4 separate regions of the Sus scrofa genome follow, and regions 2, 3 and 4 are each linked to region 1. The links are chromatin contacts, called in public HiChIP or PLAC-seq and promoter capture Hi-C maps. All regions are on one chromosome and are shown on one strand. The core of a region is the stretch at or near the end of the contact, and the rest is flanking DNA. Distances in the headings are between cores, read along the strand shown. Region 1 holds the start of COPS7A (COP9 signalosome complex subunit 7a). Region 2 holds the start of P3H3 (prolyl 3-hydroxylase 3). Region 3 holds the start of CHD4 (chromodomain-helicase-DNA-binding protein 4). Region 4 holds the start of LPAR5 (lysophosphatidic acid receptor 5).

Evidence for each region. Promoter capture Hi-C pulls out the DNA fragments that hold promoters and counts their contacts. HiChIP or PLAC-seq counts read pairs in DNA pulled down with a chosen protein or histone mark.
Region 2: a contact with region 1 is called in a promoter capture Hi-C map of liver, with 3 times the contacts expected there. The contact joins the promoter of P3H3 here to the promoter of COPS7A in region 1. A contact is called at or near these places in 1 of 5 promoter capture datasets (liver) and 4 of 47 Hi-C or Micro-C datasets (embryonic fibroblasts, liver and skeletal muscle).
Region 3: a contact with region 1 is called in an H3K27ac HiChIP or PLAC-seq map of alveolar macrophages. The contact joins the promoter of CHD4 here to the promoter of COPS7A in region 1. A contact is called at or near these places in 1 of 5 promoter capture datasets (liver), 1 of 47 Hi-C or Micro-C datasets (alveolar macrophages) and 1 of 2 datasets of contacts at active chromatin or transcription factors (alveolar macrophages).
Region 4: a contact with region 1 is called in an H3K27ac HiChIP or PLAC-seq map of alveolar macrophages. The contact joins the promoter of LPAR5 here to the promoter of COPS7A in region 1. A contact is called at or near these places in 2 of 5 promoter capture datasets (fetal liver and liver), 6 of 47 Hi-C or Micro-C datasets (alveolar macrophages, blood, embryonic fibroblasts and 3 more) and 1 of 2 datasets of contacts at active chromatin or transcription factors (alveolar macrophages).

The regions. Positions count from the first base shown.
Region 1 is chr5:63,975,842-63,979,336 of Sscrofa11.1, reverse strand. COPS7A (COP9 signalosome complex subunit 7a) reads left to right here and starts at 1,867. Exons shown (of 8, transcript XM_003126528.5): 1 at 1,867-2,012; 2 at 2,506-2,710. The coding sequence starts at 2,549.
Region 2 is chr5:63,883,758-63,887,252 of Sscrofa11.1, reverse strand. It overlaps P3H3 (prolyl 3-hydroxylase 3), which reads left to right and starts at 1,959. Exons shown (of 14, transcript XM_005652597.3): 1 at 1,959-2,903. The coding sequence starts at 2,418. It overlaps GPR162 (probable G-protein coupled receptor 162), which reads left to right. Exons shown (of 5, transcript XM_013987412.2): 4 at 378-535; 5 at 779-1,543. The coding sequence ends at 1,330.
Region 3 is chr5:64,069,645-64,073,139 of Sscrofa11.1, reverse strand. It overlaps CHD4 (chromodomain-helicase-DNA-binding protein 4), which reads right to left and starts at 1,513. Exons shown (of 40, transcript XM_021092425.1): 1 at 1,276-1,513; 2 at 249-426. The coding sequence starts at 348.
Region 4 is chr5:64,047,730-64,051,224 of Sscrofa11.1, reverse strand. It overlaps LPAR5 (lysophosphatidic acid receptor 5), which reads right to left and starts at 1,755. Exons shown (of 2, transcript XM_005652601.3): 1 at 1,335-1,755. ACRBP (acrosin-binding protein) reads right to left here. Exons shown (of 10, transcript XM_003126533.4): 10 at 3,379-3,495.

The DNA.
Region 1 (3,495 bases), core at 618-3,117:
TTGTGGCTCAGTGGGTTAAGAACCCAACTAGCATCCATGAGGGCACAGGTTCAATCCCTGGCCTCGCTCAGGGGGTCAAGGGTCGGGTGTTGCTGTAGGCTGTGGTGTAGTTCACAGATCTGGCGTGGCTGTGGCTGTGGTGTAGGCCAGCAGCTGCAGCTCCGATTGGATCCTAGCCTGGGAACATCCATATGCTGCATGTGCAGCCCTAAAAAGCAACAAATAAACTTTGAGCTTAAAGTCCCTTCAGCAATAGCTCCAGCAGCCTACCAGTTCTGATTTTTCTCTTCATTTAACGACGTCTTTCCCTTTCTCCTCTTTCCATTACATATAAATTATTTCACTTCTCTGAGCCTCACTTTTCCCATCTGGAAAATGGAAATAATAATGGACTTTTTACACGCATCAAATGAATTAGGTAAAGCTGTTAGCTCAGTGCCTCATACAAGTGCCTCCAAGATATCATTAACATTGCTCTGATTTAACCTTCTGTAAGCCTGGTAGGAGATACAAAACACTACGAAAAGGTTAGTTGTTTATTTTTGCCCCCTAAAGTATTGTGGTAAATTGGAAAGATGGCTCCAGGCTCGAATAGACATGGGCTCCAAATAAAACTCTGGATTTTTTGTTTGTTTGTTCGTTTTTTTGCTTTCTTTGGGCCGCTCCCGCGGCATATGGAGGTTCCCAGGCTAGGGGTCCAATCGGAGCTGTAGCCACCGGCCTATGCCAGAGCCACAGCAACGCGGGATCCGAGCCGCGTCTGCAACCTACACCACAGCTCACGGCAACGCCAGATCGTTAACCCACTGAGCAAGGGCAGGGACCGCAACCTCGTGGTTCCTAGTCAGATTCGTTAACCACTGCGACACGACGGGAACTCCAAAACTCTGGATTTTTATGAGCTTCAATGTATGCCTTCCCTGCAGCTAGGATTTTTTTTCCTTCTCCAGGAATCAAAAGGGTTAATGTACAGGAATGCATCATTCAGTACATTTGCAAACATGAGAGATGGCGTCCTGGAAACACCATGGAGACACTGTACAGTTATGAGAATTCAATGGGTCAAATTTTAATTTTAAAAGATGCCTGAACAACAGTAAGCCTTCAATACGTGTTAGCTATTACTATTTACCGTTTCCACACTTGTCTCTTTCTCCTCCAAAAAAATGAGTGGTTGCAATAAAAATGAGACGATCTCTGCAGCTCAACTTCTATGGTCTCCCTCTCTCCTCCTCGTTTCACACCACCTTTTTCCTTATGTCCCTCTCTTTTTTTTTTAATTATTTTTTATTTTTTATTATTTTGTCTGCTATTTCTTTGGGCCGCTCCCGCGGCATATGGAGGTTCCCAGGCTAGGGGTCAAATCGGAGCTGTAGCCACTGGCCTATGCCTGAGCCACAGCAACGCGGGATCCGAGCCGCGTCTGCAATCTACGCCACAGCTCACGGCAACGCCGGATCCTTTAAGCCAATGAGCAAGGGCAGGGACCGAACCCGCAACCTCATGGTTCCTAGTCGGATTCGTTAACCACTGCGCCACGACGGGAACTCCCCTCTCTTTTTTTTAAATCCCCCTCTCTTTCGATTACAGCTTTTCTCTTGCCTCGGGAACTCTGACAAATTTTCAGACCTCAGCCAGCCTGAAGCTGACGCAGAACTAGCCGGTAGCAGGCTATCGCCAAGAGTTCCCTCTGCAAACAGCCTCTTGCGCTTGTCCAATAAAGTTTTATTGAAACAAAGCCGAGGAAAGGGCGCCCGTCATTCTTTCCGCAAGAGCCAATCAGAGAGCAGAACGCCTGCGTCGCTCTTGGGATCTTCATCAGTCGGAGGCGGGGACGGAGCATGTCCCGCCTGAAACCCGCCCCGTGAGAGCGGAAAGTAAGGCCGGAAGCCAGCCATAGAGTTTAGGGGCCAGAGCGACCGTGCAGGGAGGTGGCAGGAAAGGCTGGGAACAGCTGCCGGAGGTGACGGAGCGGTGGCCCCGCCCAGTGCGCTGGAAGAAGAAGCTTCCAGGTAGCGGCCCGCGGAGTCTGACCCAGAGTACGACGAGGCAGTCGGCGGGAGCCCACGGTCCCTGGGCGGCCTCTTTAAGGGAGGGGGCGGAGCCACGTGGAAGGATCGCGAGGGTGAGGTCACGTGGTTCGGGGCACCTGCGGGGTACTGTGGATTTGAGGGAGCGTCGTCCCGGTGGATACTATGTGACATCACCTCCCCCACTACGACTTGTGCCTTGGGGTTCATTGGGGTGCACGTGGTGGGGCTTGAGGTTAGGCCCAGGGTTGGGGGAGGTGGGCGTGGCAGCCGGATTTTAGCCAGGCTTCCTTCAAAGTGCCCGATTTTAGGGTTCCTAGGTCCGATGTTAGACTGCTCGATCTCTGGGTTGCGAGATAGAGCGAACTTTATTGTTGCGAAAGTGGCTCAGTGTCTCCAGTCCAGCCCTTATCTCTTGTGCTTTTCATCCTCCCCTGTTCAAGGAACTTCGCCTTCACATTCTCTTTCCTTGCAGCTCCAGACTTCCTGAGCCCAGGTCCCCCCAGCTCAGTGCAGCCATGAGTGCGGAGGTGAAGGTGACAGGGCAGAACCAGGAGCAATTCCTGCTCCTGGCGAAGTCGGCCAAGGGGGCAGCGCTGGCCACACTCATCCACCAGGTGCTGGAGGCCCCTGGTGTCTACGTGTTTGGGGAACTGCTGGATATGCCTAATGTTAGAGAGGTGGGTTCCTGACCTGGGTAGCCCACAGGGCAGCTTGACTAAAGTTTGAATTTGAGAACAGGCGGCCCGGGCTTATTTCGCAACCCCATGACCATACAGTTAAACAAGAATATGGTAATAATTAACCAACAGCTTGCAGAAATAAGTAGGCAAGTAAACCTCTTAGTTTCCCTTTGAGGATGAATGATCTGTAAAACTGAGTATTTTTCATTTTTGAACAAAGAGCCTGCGATTCAGAGTAGGAGACCTGATTCCAGCCTGTCTCTATCAGTGTAATAGCTCTTAATAATCATATGATCTTGATCAGGTTTCTTTAATTTTAGGCCCTAAATTTTCTCTTTTAAAAAAATGCTCCTGATACAATCCCTCACTCTTGTAGGAATCAGATGAAATTATGGGAAAGTAAAGTCTGGTACAAATGGAATAACTGACTGTGAAATTGGCATGCTCTGTTCTCTCCCCCTTTGCACCATATGCTAATTCACTTCAGTTAGAGTAGGTAGAAAGTGTCTTTTTCCCAAAGACACATAGCAGCATGCTAGGAACACAGAACTGTTCGCACAGAAGTGGCAGAGTTGAGTTTGAAGTCCACAGTGAGTGGGTTGCCAAGATATATGTCACCAACCCAACCCCCAAGATGGTATAACAATGGTAGGTGGGCAAACTGAGTTACGCTTTTGAGGGTCAGTGATTCAGTGGATTTAGCCTTTGGGGAACCTTCTGGTCTGAAGAAAGCTGGCTGCCTTCTTTCCCTGATGTCCTCTGCAGTGGAACTAAAAAGAATC
Region 2 (3,495 bases), core at 710-3,209, 92 kb after region 1:
GCCGACTCCCTGCTTTCCTCTCCCCAGTCCTCTCCCTGATGCACAAGCCCTGCATCCTTCTGCACGGAGGGATCTCTCCCCTGGGCATCCACACCCCTCCCACCCCGCCACCCCCCCACCCCCACCATACGGTGACAGCTCTTGGTGGGGGGGGGTGTGGCAACTGTTTCAATTAAGTGTGTGGGTATGTATGAATCACTAGGGGCTCCGCAATGAAGCAACAGACCCTTAGCGACTCTTGCTTTCCTCTTAGAATTTACAGACTAATGGGAACAGGAGGATTCTCCAGGGAACTTATAAGGGAGTGGAAGCTTTATGAGGGGGTTGGGGGGTGGGTATTCCCTGCTTGTAACCACTCTGCCCCTTTTATCTCCTAGATGGGGGCTGTGATGACTATGCAGACGGCCGAGTGTGCAAAGTTCGCTTTGATGCCAACGGGGCCACAGGACCAGGGGGCAGGGACCCCGCCCAAGTGAAGCTGCTGCCTGGAAGGCACATGCTTTTTCCCCCTCTTGAGAGGGTCCATTACTTACAGGTATGGGACGAGGCCATACACCTCCGACTGTGGGTATCCCCTCCCTCCTTTTCTGCAGTCTCTCATCCCTCCCTAGTCCGGGCCTGCAGGGCACAGACCTGCCAGAAGCCGGCTCGCCCATCAGAGGCGTTTTTTTGCGAAAGTGTAGGGGTGGAGCCACTTGCAGAGAGTCCCCGTTTCAGTTTCTGCCTCTGCCCCCTTTGTCCCTGCAGCACCTCTGGGTCTACTTCCTCCTCTCCCCAGGTCCCTCTGGCCCGCCGTCTGTCCCATGATGAGACCAACATCTTCGCTACTCCTCGGGCACCAGGCTCCTTCCTGCACAAGTGGTCATCCTCTGATGACATCCGGGTCCTCCCAGCCCAGAGCCGGGCCCTAGGGGGCCCTCCTGAGTACCTGGGACAGAGACAAAGGCTGGAGGATGAGGAGGATGAGGAAGAGGCTGAAGGTGGGGGGCTGGCCAGCCTCCGCCAATTCCTGGAGGGTGGGGTTCTGGGGTCAGGTGGGGGACCTCCATGGGGTCCAGGCTTCTTCCGAGAGGAGATCACCACCTTCATTGACGAGACGCCTCTGCCTTCTCCGACTGCCTCGCCGGGGCCCTCTCCTCGCCGGCCCAGGCCCCTGGGCATCTCACCCCGCCGACTCTCCCTTGGGTCCCCTGAGAGCAGAGCCATTGGACTTCCTTTGGGCCTAAGTGCAGGGCGACGCTGCTCCCTGACAGGAGGTGAGGGGGGCGCACGAGCTTGGGGAGGATCCTGGGGCCCAGGTAACCCCATCTTCCCCCAGCTGACCCTTTGAGCCCAAGTGGGCCTGCTGGACTGAGAGGAGGTGGGGCTGGGTGGGTAACACCTCGTTCTATACCTGAGCCTAAGGCGGCTGCCTCCAGACTCTAAGGAGATGGGCTGGATCGGGGGCCCTGGAACTCCTGCTGTCATCCCGTCACCGGATGCCCAGCTCACCTTCCGTCATCCCTAGCAAAATGTATTAAAGTCTGAAGTGTTACCATGAAAACCTCTGTGTCCAGTGTGCTGTGGTGGCAAAGGGGATGGTCAGAGGCTTGGGGAGTGGAATGGCTCAGAGAGGACAAAACAGAGCAGAGACAGTGGACAGAGGCGCAGAAATATACACAGAGGAAGAGAGACACGCGGACAACACAGAGACAGGCTTAGGAGGGCATCTCCTGCTGGGGTGGGGGGTATGGGGAGACTCTTGAGCTTGCTGGTTTTGGGTGTGAAGGATATTTGTTGAGATCGTAGGGGTGGTTTTACAGGACATCTCTACCTCCCATGCTTCAGCTTGCCTCCTTTTCCCAAATCTGTGTGTGCCCACTTTCTGGGCAGGAAAGGGTTTGGGCAGACTTGGTGTCACAGGCCTGGAGTTTATCCTCCCCCCTGCTGCATTCTAAAGCTCTTTTTCCAAAAGCCTGCGTGGGTGGCTGGGTGTGTGGGAGGCAGGCACGCTCCCTTTCCTGGACTCTAGGCTGGAGGGGAACATTGCTGCAGTAGGTACTCCCGCCCCAAGGGCCTCTGGAGTTGGAGTCCGGAGTCCTAAGAGGCTCCTCAGGGTGCCTTAGGCCTGCTCCAGTGCCAGCCATCGGCTCCGCTCGCTCCACGGTCTGTTTCTCGTCCCTGCCACCTCGCTTATCCTAAAGCCCGCTTCACCACGTTCTGCCAGGCGTTCTCTGACTCCTGTCTCCCAGACCGGCCTCTCCCAGGGTTGTCTCGGCTCCATCAGCGCCGGTCGGTGCCGCTCTTTCCTCCCCTCTTCCTCTCCTCCCTCCTCTCCATCTCTCCTTCCTTTCCCCTCCCTCTCCCTTCCCCCTTTCCTCCCTCTCCCTCTCGGCTCCCGCAGTTCCCTCGGGCAGCCGGCCGGCGGCTCTGACACGATGCTCCGGCTCCTCTGGTTGTTGCTGCTCCTGCTGCTGCTGCCTCCCCCGGGGTCCCCCGAACCCCCCGGCTTGGCCCCGCTGTCCCCGGGGGCGCCCCCTCAGGCCCCCGACTTGCTCTACGCCGACGGGCTGCGCGCTTACGCGGCCGGGGCCTGGGCGCCGGCTGTGGCTCTGCTGCGGGAGGCGCTGCGGAGCCGGGTGGCGCTGGGCCGCGCGCGGCGGGACTGCCAGGAGCGCTGCGCCGCCGAGCCGGGGGCCGCGCTCCCCGCCCTGCTCGCCGCTGCCCCGGGGCCCGGAGCGGCGCGGGGCGCCTGGGAGCCGCTGCTACTCCGTGCCGCGCTCCGGCGCGCCGAGTGCCTGACCCAGTGCGCCGCGCGGAGGCTGGGCCCGGGGGGCGCGGCGCGGCTCCGCGTGGGGAGCACGCTCCGGGACGCCTTCCGCCGCCGGGAACCCTACAACTACCTGCAGAGGGCCTACTACCAGGTGCGCGGCCCCAGGGATCCCCCGCCCAGCTGCTGTCCTCCTCCCGCTCCCGGGAGGGGCGGCGTGCCAGCGCCCGGACTCGGGTGGGGCCGTGCTGATGGGACCTCTCCCTTGGAGTCGTTCATATCAAACCGCGGCAAGCACCCATCGAGGTGGCAGAGGGACAGCCTCGGGAGAGTGGGAGCAAAGTTGGAATGGGCGTCCTGCCTCGGGGTGGAAGTAGAAGACGGAGGGGCCTGGAGTTCTAGGAAGTCTTACTGGGACCTTCGTGGGGTGACAGCCGCCCCTTCCTGGGAACGAGGCGGAGGGGCTAGGGACTGGAGAGCATGAGGGCGGGGGTGGGGGGTGAGTGTGAACCTCCACTTCTGGGCAGGAGAGAGCTTCGGCAAAGTAAGAAGAGGGAGGCAGGGCTGAGGGGCCCGGTGTCCTGGGGGCGGGGGCAGTGGACACTGCGCAGCTACTGGTACGGTAGCTATTGCCTACTAATGCCTACGTGGCCGGGGAAGGGGGGCGCTGGTCACCCACACCTCAGCCCAGGGTCCTAGAGACCTGCGGCTTTTGCTGGTCGCTCAGGTCAGCCCCATGTCCCCAT
Region 3 (3,495 bases), core at 264-2,763, 94 kb before region 1:
CAACCGGGAACTGCAGAGCAATTCCCGAAGGCAGTGCAGCAAGCTTGCATCTCGGTCCGCGCAGCCCGGGAGGCACATGGCTTCCAACCCCCTCGCACAAGAGCTCCGCAGAAGAGAACCACTCCCTTCGGATGCCCTCCACCTCTCACTGCACAGAGCAAGCCCAGAAACTCAACCCTGCCTCACGGAGCCACTAGGGAGGGCCCAGATGGCTCCTTCCTGCCCGGGGCCCTTGGGGAAGATGTTACCTGGGTGGGGTGGGGGCAGGCTGTTGTTCAAAAGTGCATCCATATCCTCCTCCTCACTGCCCGCTGAGCAGGGGGACGGGGAGCCCAGGCCCGACGCCATCCCCTTCCGCTCCCGGCCAGGGAATTGGCCCAGCTGCTCCTGCCTGCGGCCTGGGGCCCTCGACACTGGCCCGAGTCACTGTGCGGGGGAGGGGGGAGAGAAAGAGAACAGTCAGTGACGCGCACGGCCCCCTCCCCCACCCCGCCGCGCTTTCCGCCCACCCCCGGCCCCCCCACCCCTCAGCCACCCGAGCAGGGCACCCGAACCACTCAGGCTGAACTTAGTTCCACACTCCCAGGGGCAGCCCGGAAGCCGGCTCCCGGGCTGGAGCCCCCCAGACCGGAGGAAGCGGCGCCCCCGAGGGCAAGCCGGTGCCGGCGTAGGGAGGGGAGAAGCCGCTGAACTGAGCCGGGCGTGTCGGGGGAGGGGGTCCGAGTGGCCGCGGCGCGGGGGGGGTGGGGGGAGGATCGGGGGAGGCGGCCGGCGGCGAGGCGCTTGGGGACACAAGGTCACTTGGGGGTGGGGGGGCGACTCCCTGCGCCTGGGGAGGGGCCAGTCCCCAGACAGGGCAGCTCTCCAAAGGCTGTCCTCTGGGACAACTCGGGTTCTCCGGAGAAGCCGCGGGGACGAGGGGGCGTGGAGGCTCGGCGCTCCGGGGGGCTGGAGGCAGGGGCGTGGGGGGCCGGGGCTCCCACCAGGCGGGGGGCCGGGCCACGTGTCCCGGGGGGCAAGTGAGCAAAGGGCGAGGGGGGCGCCGGGCATTGTGGGAGGCAAAGCCCGAGGTGGGAGTCGCGGAGAGCTAGAGTCGGGCAGGGCGAGGGCGGGGGCTGGGCGCCCTGCAGGGGAAGGAGAGGCAGGGTCGGCTTCCCGGGCAGGGGGCGGTCTGCGGGTCCGGGGACGCCCGAAGAGAGGCTGGGTGGAGGGATGACCCTCGGGGCCGGTCGGGATGAGAGGGGCTTCTGTCTGGGAACCCCGCGCTCTCCTCACCCCGGAGCCGCCGCAGGTCGCGCAGGGTCCGGCCGGGTGTCACTCCCGCTCCGGCTCCTCCTCGCCGCGGCCGAAGGGGGGAAAATGGCTCCGGCTCCAGCGTCGCCTCTTAAAGGGCCCGAAACACCGGCCGGGAAATCCCACCGCACAGGCCCCGCCCCCCCACGGACAGCCCATAATAACCTCAACCAACTCCAACCCCCCCTCCACTACCGCCACCCTCCTCCCTAGGTCTCCCGGGCAACCCCCGCCCCCTCGTCGCTCAGCAACCACTGGCCACGCCCCCTTCGAGCGCGCGCGCGCGTGTCACCCGGGCAACCACCCACCTCCTGGCCATCCCATAATACACACGGACACCACCACCACCACCACCACCGTACCACCACCACCACCACAACCATCACCCCCCCACGCGCACGCACTCCATACACATATACATATATGCCAGGGATGTTGACATCTCATGATATTGCAGACCTTTTGCAACTAACACTTTACCCCTCCCCTAGACATCCCATAATAGCCATCCTTTGCCAACTTCTTCACTCTTGGCCCTAATGCTAACATCCCATAATAATTCGTCACCTCTCCCTCCCCATGGCCATCCCATAATAAGCACCCCTACCCGCTCTTCATGCTCACATCCCATAATACTCATCCCCATCCCCCACAGACATCCCATAATAACCACTCTTCATCCACCCCCAGTTTGATATCCCATAATAGTCAGAAACTCACCCCCCCCCAACAACGGACACTTCGGCCTCTTCCCACTTCCCACACACATCCCGTAGTAATCAGTCTCCCACTTTCTGTACTGACATCCCATAATAACCAACCCCCTGGGGAGCTGCCCTCAGCCCCTGTGGGCTAGAACCTCAAAACTCGACCCCAAGGCTTCAGACGTTCATTCCCACTCCACAGCCCATAATAACCACTCCTCCTCTATCAGAGATATCCATAATGATCAACAGCCCTACAGTCACCTCACAGATGGACATCCAAACTCCTTTCCTCTAGCACTGGAAAGATATCCCATAATTTTACTCCCCCACCCACACCCTGACATCCCATAATAATGACAAAGAACCTGTGGTCAAGCAAACATACAATAATACTCCCAACACAACCCAGAGTCAGGTCCCATAATGCTCATCTCTACCACCCCTATACCTTTCCAGTCAGGCATCCCATAATATTTATACTCATCCCTCCCCCATCTCCAGAGGCTGTCAGTCTAAAACCCTAACTCCCACACCAGCAAGGGTGAAGCAGGCTATCCACATTGCCCTGTCCCCGCCCCAACTTGTACACACCTTCAGCCCTTAATGGCCCAAAGCAGTATCCTGGCACAAAGTCTCTTGATGTCTAGGACAGACTCTAGCTTTCCTCATCCATCATTTTCAGACATGCAGGAACTGGACTGAGCCCCACCCAATCCCACCAAAATCCAGATGTTCTCCAGACACTTAGCAACACTTACCTCCAGTTAAATTTTGAGTAAGACCCACCAAATACCAAGCTGGTCAGATGAGCCATTCACATAAAGTTCAGTTCACCTCAGAGCATCCCATAATAATTACAAATGCCCACCTAAAGACTATTTCTCAACATTCCAGCAGTCCCCTTCCCACACCACCTCCTCAGGTCAAGTGGTCCATTCTCATCCTAGGCCACGCCTATGGATGGACATCCCACTACAGTGTGAACAGAGGATCATGCTATATACACCTGAAGAGCTAAGACCTCCTGTTTCCCTAAACACTGCTACTCATGTTCACTCAACAGATGTTGACAGAGTACCTAGCAAAGCACAGAGCCAGGCACCATGGAGAGTGCAGGACCACAGGTGCCCCTTCCCTTCAAGGAGCATAAACAACCAACTACAAGAGGAGACAGAATGACTGCTGTCAATGGAAAACTGAGTTCCACTTCCCAATTTCCTGTTACAGAGAATAAAACAAATCCCAACTGGTCTCAGGAGAAATCAGATCCCAGTAGAGGTTCCTGGTGGTCCTCCTAGAGGCTGGGAAATTATTTCAAAAGGATTTACCATATAGATGGACAGTCAAAATAATCTCCTATCTGGAGTTCCAACTGTGGCACAGTGGGCTAAGAATCCAACTGCAGAGGTGCAGGTTGCTGTGGAGGCCTGGGTTCCATTCCCTACCCAATTCAGTGGGTTAAAGGAGCCCGAGTAGGTTGATGCTGCAGCTCATA
Region 4 (3,495 bases), core at 506-3,005, 72 kb before region 1:
TACCTCTCCCCACCCTGCGGACAAGAGCTGGAAAAACAGGAAACAAGGTCCCAATCAAGACCTAGGTGGGATCTGGAGTTCCCATCATAGCTCAGCCGTTAATGAACCTGACTAGCATCCATGAGGATGAGGGTTCGATCCCTGGCCTTGCTCAGTGGGTTAAGGATCTAGCATTGCTGTGACCTATGGTGTGGGTCGCAGATGCACATCGGTCCTGAGTTGCTATGCCTGTGGTGTAGGCCAGCAGCTATAGCTCTGATTGGACCCCTAGCCTGGGAACCTCCATATGTGTTGGGTGTGGCCCTAAAAGACAGGAAAAAAAAAAAAAGACCTAAGAGGGTTCAGCCCTCCATAGCCTTGGGTGGTTCTCGCCTCCACAGGAGCCTTTGGCCTCGTGGACCTCGCCCTGACCTCAGGCAGCACTCAAGTCTCTGCTTTCCCCTTCCTGTGGGCACAGGTATCAGAGGCCGAAAGAGCTGGGTTCTAGGGTCCCTCAGTTGCCAGGAAGTGAGGCTCATGGGTTGAGTAGGTTTCTGCCTCCCGTTTAATCCTTGCCTCCATCTTCCCTTCTGCTACGACCTTCGCTCACCCTGAAGCGACAGGCGACACAACCCCTTCCGTCAGGGAGGCCCCCGTGAACATAAGGACTCGGTGGGCAGCTGCCTCATGGTTGGGACACAGAGGGACCAGAAGGCCTTGCCCGCTCTCAAATATCTCCCCCAACCCATGCTCAGTATCTGAAATTTTATCCACTTCGGGACCCTCACAGGCCACATTCCCGCAGAACTGTAGGGACCCTGGACACAGTTCATCTAATCCTCCGATAAAGACAATGCCCTGGGTTAAGGCAGCGTCTGTCCAAGACACCACTGAAGCACACTGGTTACATTGGAAGGATCCCCGTAAGGGCACAGCTGAGCCTTGACCCTGCTGATGGGGTTTCATCAGATGAGTTCATTGTCACCGGCAAAGGCCCGGCCCTGGGGCGAGTGGGTTTTAGGGCTTGCGTTGTCTAAGAGTAGGAAAGGGCTGGCAACCAGCCCCAGAGGGCCTTCCTCGGTGGCCCTGGGATTGGGGTTCAGCTTGACAGTGGGGACCTGACCGGTGAAGGGGAGGACACAGCCTCGGGGACAGCCAGGGTGGGGCTTCAAGATCTAGGGCAATCCTCTGTCCCCTGTCTGTGGGCCCAAGCCTGTCCCTTTGGGCTTTTGACTGAAACATTTTCCCAGGGCCCACAGCCTACTTTCACCTCCACCCCCCCCCACCCATGTCCTATTTCTAAAGGAGAGGGGCTGCCCCTGGGGGGCTCCCCCCAACCTGTGATGCCCCCATACCTGTGCTCGCTGAGGCTCCGCCGCTGCCTTGAGCTGGCTTCCGCTGCTGCCTGTTCTGGGCTGGGCTGGGCTGGTAGGACCTGCTCCAGGCAGGCGGACACACCCACCTCCGCAGCTGTCAGCAGATCCCAGCTCCCTGCACTCGCCCAACCCTGCGTGGGGCAGGGAGACAGAGGAGGAAGCACTGCCCTCAGTGGTCCACAGACAGGTCAGAGGAGAAGAATCCCCAGCGGATAAAGGCACTTCATCTGGCCCCAACCATCGCTGACTGCTGACTGTCCCCTCATGGCTCACACATTTCCCACAGTTTCCGGTGAGCCTAACTGGCACACCCACCCAGTGATGCCAGATGACTAACCCACCAGCCTTTTGTTCTCATCAGTTCCTCCTGGCTGTCTGTCTCTCTGTTGGGTTCCTGCAGGTGGTTTCACTCTTGCCACATGTAGCTTCTATCTGTGTGTATGTGTGTGTGTGTGGGGGGGAACCAGGGCTCAGATGACAGCCTCTGGTCTCTGTACCCCGGGCTGAGCCCCTTGTTTTCTACATCAGTAGGACCGGGCATGGTGTTTGCAGTCAGTACTCAAAAACAAGCGGCAGGTGAAAAAGGACACTGTGGTCGAATGAGAATGGAGAGACTAAGTGGAAAAGGTTTCTCTGTTACAGAGCTTCTCAGAGGTTTCAACATCCCATTAAAAGGCCAATGGCATGTTGATAATCAAAGCTGATAAAGGGTAGATGGAGATGCTTGACACTGTTCTTTGTGCTATATTCTACATATTGAGCTTCTCCATAATGTTTTCTCTTTTTTGTCTTTTTAAGATCGTACTCACGGCATATGGAGGTTCCCAGGCTAGGAGCTGAATCGGAGCTACAGCTGCCAGCCTAAGGCACAGCCACAGCAACGTTGGATCCGAGCCACATCTGCAACCTACACCACAGCTCATGGCAAAACTGGATCCTTAACCCACTGAGCAAGGCCAGGGATCGAACCCACGTCCTCATGGATACTAGTCGGGTTCTTTAACCACTGAGCCACGACAGGAACTCTGTAATGTTTTCTTCTAAATGCTGTGCAGTTTCCCTCATATGTGTGTATCCAGAACATGTTTTGGGGGATCCCAGATTATTAAAGGCTGATGCTGGAGTCACAGCTCCAAGCATGTCATTAAGATGCAGTTCCTGGAGTTCCCGTCGTGGCGCAGTGGTTAACGAATCCGACTAGGAACCATGAGGTTGCGGGTTCGGTCCCTGCCCTTGCTCAGTGGGTTAACGATCCGGCGTTGCCGTGAGCTGTGGTGTAGGTTGCAGACGCGGCTCGGATCCCGCTTTGCTGTGGCTCTGGCGTAGGCCGGTGGCTACAGCTCCGATTCAACCCCTAGCCTGGGAACCTCCATATGCCGCGGGAGCGGCCCAAGAAATAGCAACAACAACAACAACAACAAAGACAAAAAAAAAAAAAAAAGATGCAGTTCCTCAAGGACCCAGCGTTGTCACTGCTGTGGTTCTGGTGGCTGCTGTGGCACAGGTTCAATTCCTGGCCCAGGAACTTTGTACATGTGTGGCTGAAAAACAAACAAAAGGTGCAGCTCCTCCCCACTTCACCGTTTTCAGACCATCAGACCTCTCACTTGATATCAGAGCAGGGGTTTCCTGAGCTCAACCACAGTTCTTTCCTCCCTCCTAAAAAGCTCAAGTTCGGCCCTACTGCCCTGCAGTTGGCCCACTAGACACGACCTCATTCAGATCATCCTCAGAGAGACAGTCCTACACTCACATCCGAGATCTTGGGATCAGGGCTTCAGAAATGAAGACACACACGCCCTTCGGCCCACAGGCTCCCCAAGACACTGGCTGTGACCTTCATTCCACCCCCCTGGCTTCTCAGGGCTTCTCCTCCTAACGGAGGGCTTGCTGCCCTGGGTACTACCCCTTTGATTCTCTTTCCTGCAGATGGATCCATAACTCCCAGGGGTTGGAGAGCTGACGCTGTGGGGCAGGGGGACAGGGCTGAGGATGGGATCATAACCCAAACAGGCCGCACAGGTTGAAAATAAACACTTTATGTAAAGACATCCTTTAAGGTGGGTGGAGTTCCCGTCATGTCATGACCCTTCCAGGACTGCTGCCCCAACGCCAGGGATCGGAGCCGGGTAAGAGACTC